Linked DNA regions of Sus scrofa: region 2 is linked to region 1. The links are chromatin contacts, called in public HiChIP or PLAC-seq maps. All regions are on one chromosome and are shown on one strand. The core of a region is the stretch at or near the end of the contact, and the rest is flanking DNA. Distances in the headings are between cores, read along the strand shown.

What was found. HiChIP or PLAC-seq counts read pairs in DNA pulled down with a chosen protein or histone mark.
Region 2: an H3K27ac HiChIP or PLAC-seq map of skeletal muscle shows a contact between it and region 1. The contact joins the promoter of ABTB1 here to the promoter of KBTBD12 in region 1. A contact is called at or near these places in 1 of 5 promoter capture datasets (fetal liver), 1 of 47 Hi-C or Micro-C datasets (heart right ventricle) and 1 of 2 datasets of contacts at active chromatin or transcription factors (skeletal muscle).

The regions. Positions count from the first base shown.
Region 1 is chr13:72,363,246-72,367,140 of Sscrofa11.1, forward strand. KBTBD12 (kelch repeat and BTB domain-containing protein 12) reads right to left here and starts at 2,330. Exons shown (of 6, transcript XM_013982012.2): 1 at 2,189-2,330.
Region 2 is chr13:72,577,881-72,581,562 of Sscrofa11.1, forward strand. ABTB1 (ankyrin repeat and BTB/POZ domain-containing protein 1) reads right to left here and starts at 1,345. Exons shown (of 12, transcript XM_021069446.1): 1 at 1,209-1,345; 2 at 206-268; 3 at 71-126. The coding sequence starts at 1,264. PODXL2 (podocalyxin-like protein 2) reads right to left here. Exons shown (of 8, transcript XM_021069445.1): 7 at 2,318-2,497; 8 at 1,430-1,808. The coding sequence ends at 1,596.

The DNA of each region.
Region 1 (3,895 bases), core at 1,080-3,579:
TGTTTGGGTCCATATACAAAGTGCCTGTGGGTACAGACACAGCTCACAAATAAAAGATGCTGACAGCAACATTCTCTTGTCATGAGGGCACAGAGGGCATTCTCCTTTCATCAGCAAAATAAAATTGTATAAATGTTCTCAAGGATATCAATGGGAAGTTATTCTCTGCTCCAATTTATAGAAGACTGAATTGGAGCATTCATATTAATAGTACCCATAATAATGGAGAAAAAATGAGTAGCAAAGATAAATATAAATCACAAGAATAAAGCCTAATTATTTTGCAAATCCAAAATGCAGTTATACCCATGTCCAGTATATTTAGTTTTAAGACAGAAACTGCCGTAAATGTTAATGTGGCATAAAAATATTAATGCTTTGTTTCTATGATGTTTAATTTTATAATCTTTACATTGTCTTTAAAATTGCTATTTTTTCTAAATAACAATTGATACATGACCATGCCTCTACATTTTGCTAAAGGTAAGACTAGTTTAAATTCATAGAAGTACTGTTTGAAATAGCAAAAATTTGGAAATAACCTAAATATCCATTAATGGGAGAAACTGTAGGATATTCACTCAAGAGAATATTGTATAGCATAAAAAAGAATGAACTAGAGCTACATGTATCAGCATGGATAAATTTCACAAAGTGCGAAAAAAAACTGTGGAAGAATAGAGGCTGTGTGCCACTGATAGCTTGTTTAAAATACTCAGAACAACATTATACATCCTAACAGAGTAAATGTGGATGATATATTTAAGACAAAGTACATATAAACAATTAGGGAATCTGTTAACTGTATATGGGAGATTTTGGTAGTATTATTAGAACTTTCTTGTAAGTTTGAAATTATATCAAAATAAAGTTAAAATAATTATAAATTCTTTGAGGATACATACACCTGTGGTGGAATATAAAGAAATGAAAGGTTATTATAAACACCAAGTTCAGGACAGTGGTTGCCTTCAGGAAGTGTGGAAGGAAGTGGGTGCAACTGGAGAAGGGTGACAAGGGTTTCAACTGCATAATCAGTATTTAACTTCATCAGCTGTATGTCAGTTATTGGACACCCATTTTATTACTCCTTATGCCTTTCTGCATATCAAATATTGCATAAACTCAGTTTAAAATTAAAAATTGTATTGACAGTAGCGTACCTTACAACTTTGAAACCCACATTGTAAACATGTGTGTGTGTATGTGGGGGGACAGGACACATAGATACATTATGAATTTTCCTTTTAACCTGTCAAAGTTTAGGCAGGCCAACTTATGAGTGATTGGAAAATGCAAAAGCTTACAACCTGCGTATCCAGTCTGAATGAGAACTGCTCTGGAGGAAAGGCAGAAATAATTCCTTCCTACTCCTGCTTTGGCCGGCAAAGAAGTTACTGGATTCCCAAATTAATCCATATTTCTTTTCCAAAGAAATGTTCAGTATGGTGAGTAAATTATAATATGAAATGACAGAGGTGATCAACAGCCAAGCCTGGAATTTTATCGATTAGAAAATTGAAAACCTGAGAAATAGTATACTTAAGGTCTGTCTTAATCCATTCGATGGATTTTGGTTGGCAAGCCAAATACTGTCTGTCAACATGACATCAGAAAATGATGTCTCAGTTCCAGTGCTTAAAACATGGCCCTTCCGTAAGCTGGTGACTATCATGTATGAATCATTACCCCACATTTAAAAAATTACCTCGATCCTACTCTCACCAGCACTGCCCCCCTCCCTGATTCAGGTGCTACAGGGCCCCTCACAGTCTAGCACCTCCCAGCCCCTCCTGCCTGTCTCCTAAAGCTCCTTCCTTGTATTTTTCATCTCTTAGTAGTAACAGACCCACTCCCAACTATAATGCTCATGCCTACGCATGTTGTTCTCTGTCTGGAAGATTCTCACCCCCTGCCACCTGAAAAAAATGTGGCTGGGTTTTCAAGGAGCTGTCAGTTAACTTTAACAATCATGGGGGCGCGCAGAACAATTAGACCCCTTAGTCTGCAGTTAGGAGCGTGGCCTGCACGGCAGGGGCAGGTACAGTGCAGGCCGGTCCTGGGCTCCGGGAGGGCCGCGGGACCTGCAGACAGAGGCGCTCGCGGCCAAGGGCCAGGAGCTGAGGGAGCAGAGACGCAGGGGCCCGGGCCACGAGGGGTCCTCCTCCGCCTGGTCGCCTTTACTTACAAGGCTGCCGGCTCTTCGGGCGCGGACACAGTCCTCTGCTGGGGCCTCCGCGATGGCACCGAAACGGCAGGCGCTGCCCAATAAGGACCGGGCTGGTAGAGCGATATAAATAGATGTGCGGGGAGGGGGCGCGGGCGCCTGCGGGGCTGGGGGAGGGGGAGCGCTGGCAGCTCCGCGGCCTGACAGGTGCGCTCTCTCTGCACCCCGCCCCGGCCGGCAGGACTTCGTGCCCAGGCCCGCAGGCTGCTGTGTGTGCATACATATGTGTACGTGTATGTGTGTACCTCAGGGTTAGCATGGGAGGGCGGGGGTTCTGGCAGTTACCACACCTACATATTTTGGTCCTTATTGTCTCTTGCATCCTGAAGGGCTCAGCACTGTGGCCTGTGCCGTCACACGGTGCGCACCCAGCACGGCGTCACATTGTAGCCAGGTGTACACAACTGGCACATTGCCCCATCCAGCCTGAAAGCTCCCAGACGCCATGAGCTCTGTCCACTAACTTACTGGCTTTGGCCCTCCAGAGAACAGATGGTCAGGGAGTGGTCACTGATTTGGGTGATGGAGAGGCAAAGCCAGTAAGTGACAGGAAGGAGGGCCTTACCTGGTGTCCTAGCTCGGCTCAGCTCTTGACAGCCTCATGACCTTGCAAAGTAACTCAGATTCGTGGAGCACAGCCAGCAAAGCATAATGCATCTGGCTCACATCCTGGTTATTAGGAGGATGAAATAGAGCTGATGGGCGTGAAAGTACTTTGATAACTATCAAGTAACCCACGTGTTTTCCCCTGATGAGGTGTGTGTTATCAAATGCAAAGATCTTGAAAGTGGGTCAGAAGCCTCCTCTTCCTGATAATATTGATTGTGTCCTGTCCTGAGCCAGAGACGGGACCACATTTCTTTGGAGGCTCTTCTGCTTTAAGACTCTGTCACAGAGAGACCTGGGGGAGGGAGATACTTGCCTGTCTACTAAATGGTGCCTTTCCACTCCTGTGATGATAAACCACTCAGATAGCCCAGCCTTTGGGTGGTCAAGGCAGCATAAAACTTAATTGTATAGATTTGAGGGTTTTTGAAATGTCATGAACCTTCTGGAAGCCAAGTTTTTCTCCACACCCCAAGATTATTTCCTTTTCCCCAGCAAAGAAATCCTCAAAACTCGAGTACATGCATAATCAAATCTCGTTAGAGGTGGCGTCCAAGTAGTTTCTTAACACAAGCATGACTCATCGTTTGCTATATTATTATTATTTTTGGCTGCTCCTGTGGCATGTGGAAGTTCCCAGGCCAGGGATAGAACCTGTACCACAGCAGTGACTCCAGCTGCTGCAGTGACAGCACTGGATCCTTAGCCAGCTGCACTATGAGGGAACATTATTAACATTGTTGCATTATTAAGCAGTGATTAGTATCTTATGTATTGTGTAAGTTAAGATGTATGGGTTTAGCCTCTCTAACAAAGAATTTGAGTGATAATCCCCTAAGAGGGAGGAAATTAATTTCTCTTTCACACAACTGCCTGGCAGAAGGATCCTGAGCCTCCAGGTAGCTCGAGAGTCACTGCCCCAGCAGAGTGTCACCCTGGTCCACAGGCTGCAGCCAGGACAGGAGAGGCGTAAGCCCTCCCTTTGAAGACACACTCAGAAGGCATACTTCACATGTCCTTGGTGGTGATGTAGTCACACGGTCACACCTAGACCATGGGGGC
Region 2 (3,682 bases), core at 95-2,594, 210 kb after region 1:
CAGGTGAAGGGGAGAGATCCAGAGCCACTGTGAACACCCGCATGCAGCCCCCCGCCCCCAACCCACTTACCATTGGCCAGCAGGTAGAGCACAAGTTCCTCATGGCCACAGAGGCAGGCATAGTACCTGAGGGGAAGGGACCCAGTGCTGTCAGGCCTGCAGCGCCACCAACCCTGACCACCCCTGCTCCCCCCACGGCACTCACAGCGGGGTGCTGTCCCACTTGTCCCGCACGTTCACCTCCACGTCACGCTGCTCTAGCAGATACCTGGGCAGGGAAGTCAGAGCTGAGTCAGGCCAGGTTCCTGGTCTGGAGAGCAAACCTTCAGGAGGGGAAGGAAGGAAGCCTCCCCAGGTGAGGGCGGGTGAGGGCTGAGCAGAACAGGAAAGGCACTTGAGACAAGGAGACCACGGAGTGGCAATGGGAAACCCAGCATCAGAGGCCCCAGAACTGAAGGGGCCTCTGGGCAGAAAGCCTTTGGGAAGGAGGAGAGGAAGGGGCCTCTGCCTCTGTGGGAGCCCTCTGGCTGCTTGGGGTGGCAAGGCCGAGCACGAGCTGCTGCAGGCATACTGGTGATGTGGAAATGACAAAAAGGTAGGTTCTAGAAGGTGGATGTCAGGAGACAGGGCAGCAGGTGGGGTGGGGAAGTGGGAATCAACAAGGGTGGTGATGGAGCCACCACAGAGGAGGAAGTGCCTTGGGGGAGACACCTGGGCCGACCTCAAGAGCGCTCCCAGCAGCATCACAAGTGGCACCTGCAGCGGGGGAGCTGTGCGGGTCAGGAATTGGCGAAGGTGGGCAGGTGCCTCCCATCCCAATCAGGCAGCCCACGGAGATGGCGACTGCAGCGCCCAGTCAGCTCTAGCCGCACTTGGGGAGTTTCCGAATCTCCGAGGACTAGAGACCCCAGCTCCGGGTCCACAGCGCATCAGAAACGAATCGCGGAGTCCCAGGCCGGCCCCCAGGGTCTGGCGCCCGGGCCCTTCTCTTCTCTCCGCGCTCTCCTCTCCCCCTCCGGGCGTTCTCGTCGCAGTACCTTCCTCCGGGACCCCCTGGAGGAGTCACGCCAGAGCTCCCCGATCCCCGGCTCCACCCCAGAGCACTGTGGCAACCTAGGCAGCCCTGCTTCGGCGTCTGGGCGCCCACGGGGGAAGGGTCTGCGGCGGGGTCACCCACCCGGCACCCTCCCGGGGCCAAGGGTCCTCACCGCACTCGGCCCACGTCCCCCTTCCTGCAGCTGGAGAACAGGTCGCACGTATCCATGGCGCGGACGGCCCGGACCCCCGCCAGGCGACCTCAGAGCCCCGGCCGGATATAAACACGCCCCGCCCCGCCCGGGCGCTCGGCAGCGGCGCCTGGCGCTCGGAGGACCGACTCGGGCGCGCTGCCCCGCCCCCACCCCAGCCCAGAGTAAGAACGAGTCGCTTAGGCGGACCACGGGCCGGCGTGCTCTCCCGGCGGCTTTAATAGGGTCCCGGGCGCCCCGCGGGGCGTCGGGTCGGGGGGGTGGGGGGTGCCGAGATGCGTCGAGAGTCACTGGAGGGGGAGGCAGAGGACCCCACGCCGAGGCCCGGGCCGGGCGGGGCTCAGCCCCTCACAGGTGCGTGTCCTCCTCAAACACGTCTGAGTCCTCGGGGTCACGCTTGCCCCCCATGAGCGCGCTCCATCCCCCCGGGCCGTTGACCGCGCCGCCGCCATTCAGGCTGGGCTGCTTCTCCTGCATCTCCGACTGGCTGTCGCTGGCCACGTCCAGCGTGGGGTTGTCGTGGCAGCCGTTCTCCACGAAGCGCAGCTCCTCGCCGTGCGACTGCGGCGGGAGGGGCGGCTGGGCGGGCGCGCCGGCCCCGCCGCCCCACATCCCTCCAGACCCTCCCTAGACAGGGGACCCCTGTCGGACCCTCGACGGACAGCGGACAGACAGCCCCTTCTGGTCCTGTAGCTCAACTCCTTTCTTAAAATGACCATTGACCCTTTACACTTATCAGCCTTGTGGCCTCCCTGACACCGTCTATCCCTCCACCACCCCAGAGACTCCTAGAAAATAAGGGAGGTGTGCACTGCCTGCACCCCACTCCCACCCCCAACCGGGGCGTCTGCAAGGCCGCCCTGCCCAGGAGGAACTGGGCCCACAACCCACACCTCCAGCATCTGACAACCAGGAGCTGGGCCCTGGACAAGGACTTCAACTCACAGTACCCACCCCCTAGTAACTGCCACCTCACTCACAAATAAGGACCCCAAGTTTCAGGTGCCCGGCTAGCTGGACCCCCTATACCACCCGGACCAGGCCCCCTGCCCACCCACCCTCACGCTCACCACGTGTTTCAGCTTGGGCAGCCGGCGCTGCCAGCAGTTATAGAGCAAGCCCAGCACGATGATGACCACACAGATGGCACCGATGACCACCAGCACCACAAAGAGCGTCCCGTAGTCACTGCGCACCTGGCTGGCCCGGGCCTGGCAGCTGCTTGTAGTGGAGTAGTTCTGGATGCCAATCTGGGGACAGGAGGGCCGGCTTCTGAGCTGAGGTCCTGGGGTACTAGGTCTCCCCAGATTGGAGCTCAGGGTGGGCAACATGCCTGGCCTGTGCTCACCAAGGACTCTGCCCACCTCCCTTCTCAGCCTTCCCTCACATACTGGCCTCAGCTCTGCCCACCCCAACTCTGCTTGTGCGGAGATCTGGCCCTAAATGGACTTGCAGGTAGCCTTAACCCCCACCCCCACCCCCACCGCCCCAGGTCTGGCCCCATGCTGGCACAGTCCCAACCATCCCCCCACTTTGAAAAAAGACAAAGGCACCTGTGAGCCCCTCTCTTCACTTTTTCCACCACATACCCACCCATTCAGGCTCCTGAAACACTGCTTCCCCTGTGGGGGCAGGGGTGTTCTGCTATCATTCTGGCCATGTGAGCCAGAGAGTGTACAGGAGGCTGGGATGATCCACATCCCAGGCCATCCCCAGCCTCTTGGCTTCCTCCTCTGCTCACTGGAGTGGTCCCAATGTGACCAGCACCCTCCCACACAGCAGGCAGTCCTGGGCAGGCTGGCCTTCTCTGTCCAAGAGGCTGCTTTGTCCCAACTGGGCATCCCAGGTGGAGGGGAGCAGGAAATGTGAAGTGCCACCATCAGATGCCAGATGCCAGGGGGAGGGTGCTGTCTTCTGGCTCTGGGTGCAGAGACCTGGGAGGCCCCCTTTCTGCCACAGGCCCCCTTTCTAAGGCCAGGTACTAGCCCTTCTTCCTGTGAACCACCTATGTATTTCTAGTACTCTTCCCTACTCTTAATTTATCAAGGTCAGTGCACATGCTAAATCTGCCACATACACTTCCAGACCCAGCATGCCTTTGGGCCAAGTCAGGCTCAATGAAGTGTTCAGTAAAGCCAGAATACTGAAGAGGGGAAGAGGCAGGAGGGTCTGTAGAAGGTTGAGCTCAAGTTTCCACCAGCACCTCCTCCCCCGCCCCCAGTTCATGAACCTCAAATCTGCCAACTTGGAACAGCTCTTGGTGGCCATCCAGGTGGTGCAGATACAGCCTCATGGTGAAAGGCCCAGGCTCTTGAGTCATTTAGGTCTAGTCCAAAGCCTGACTCTACTGCTCACTAGCTGTGCCATCTGGGGCGAGTCACCTCCCTGCTCTGGGCTTCAGCTCTCGTCTTAAATGGGGTATCAACAGTCCTCAA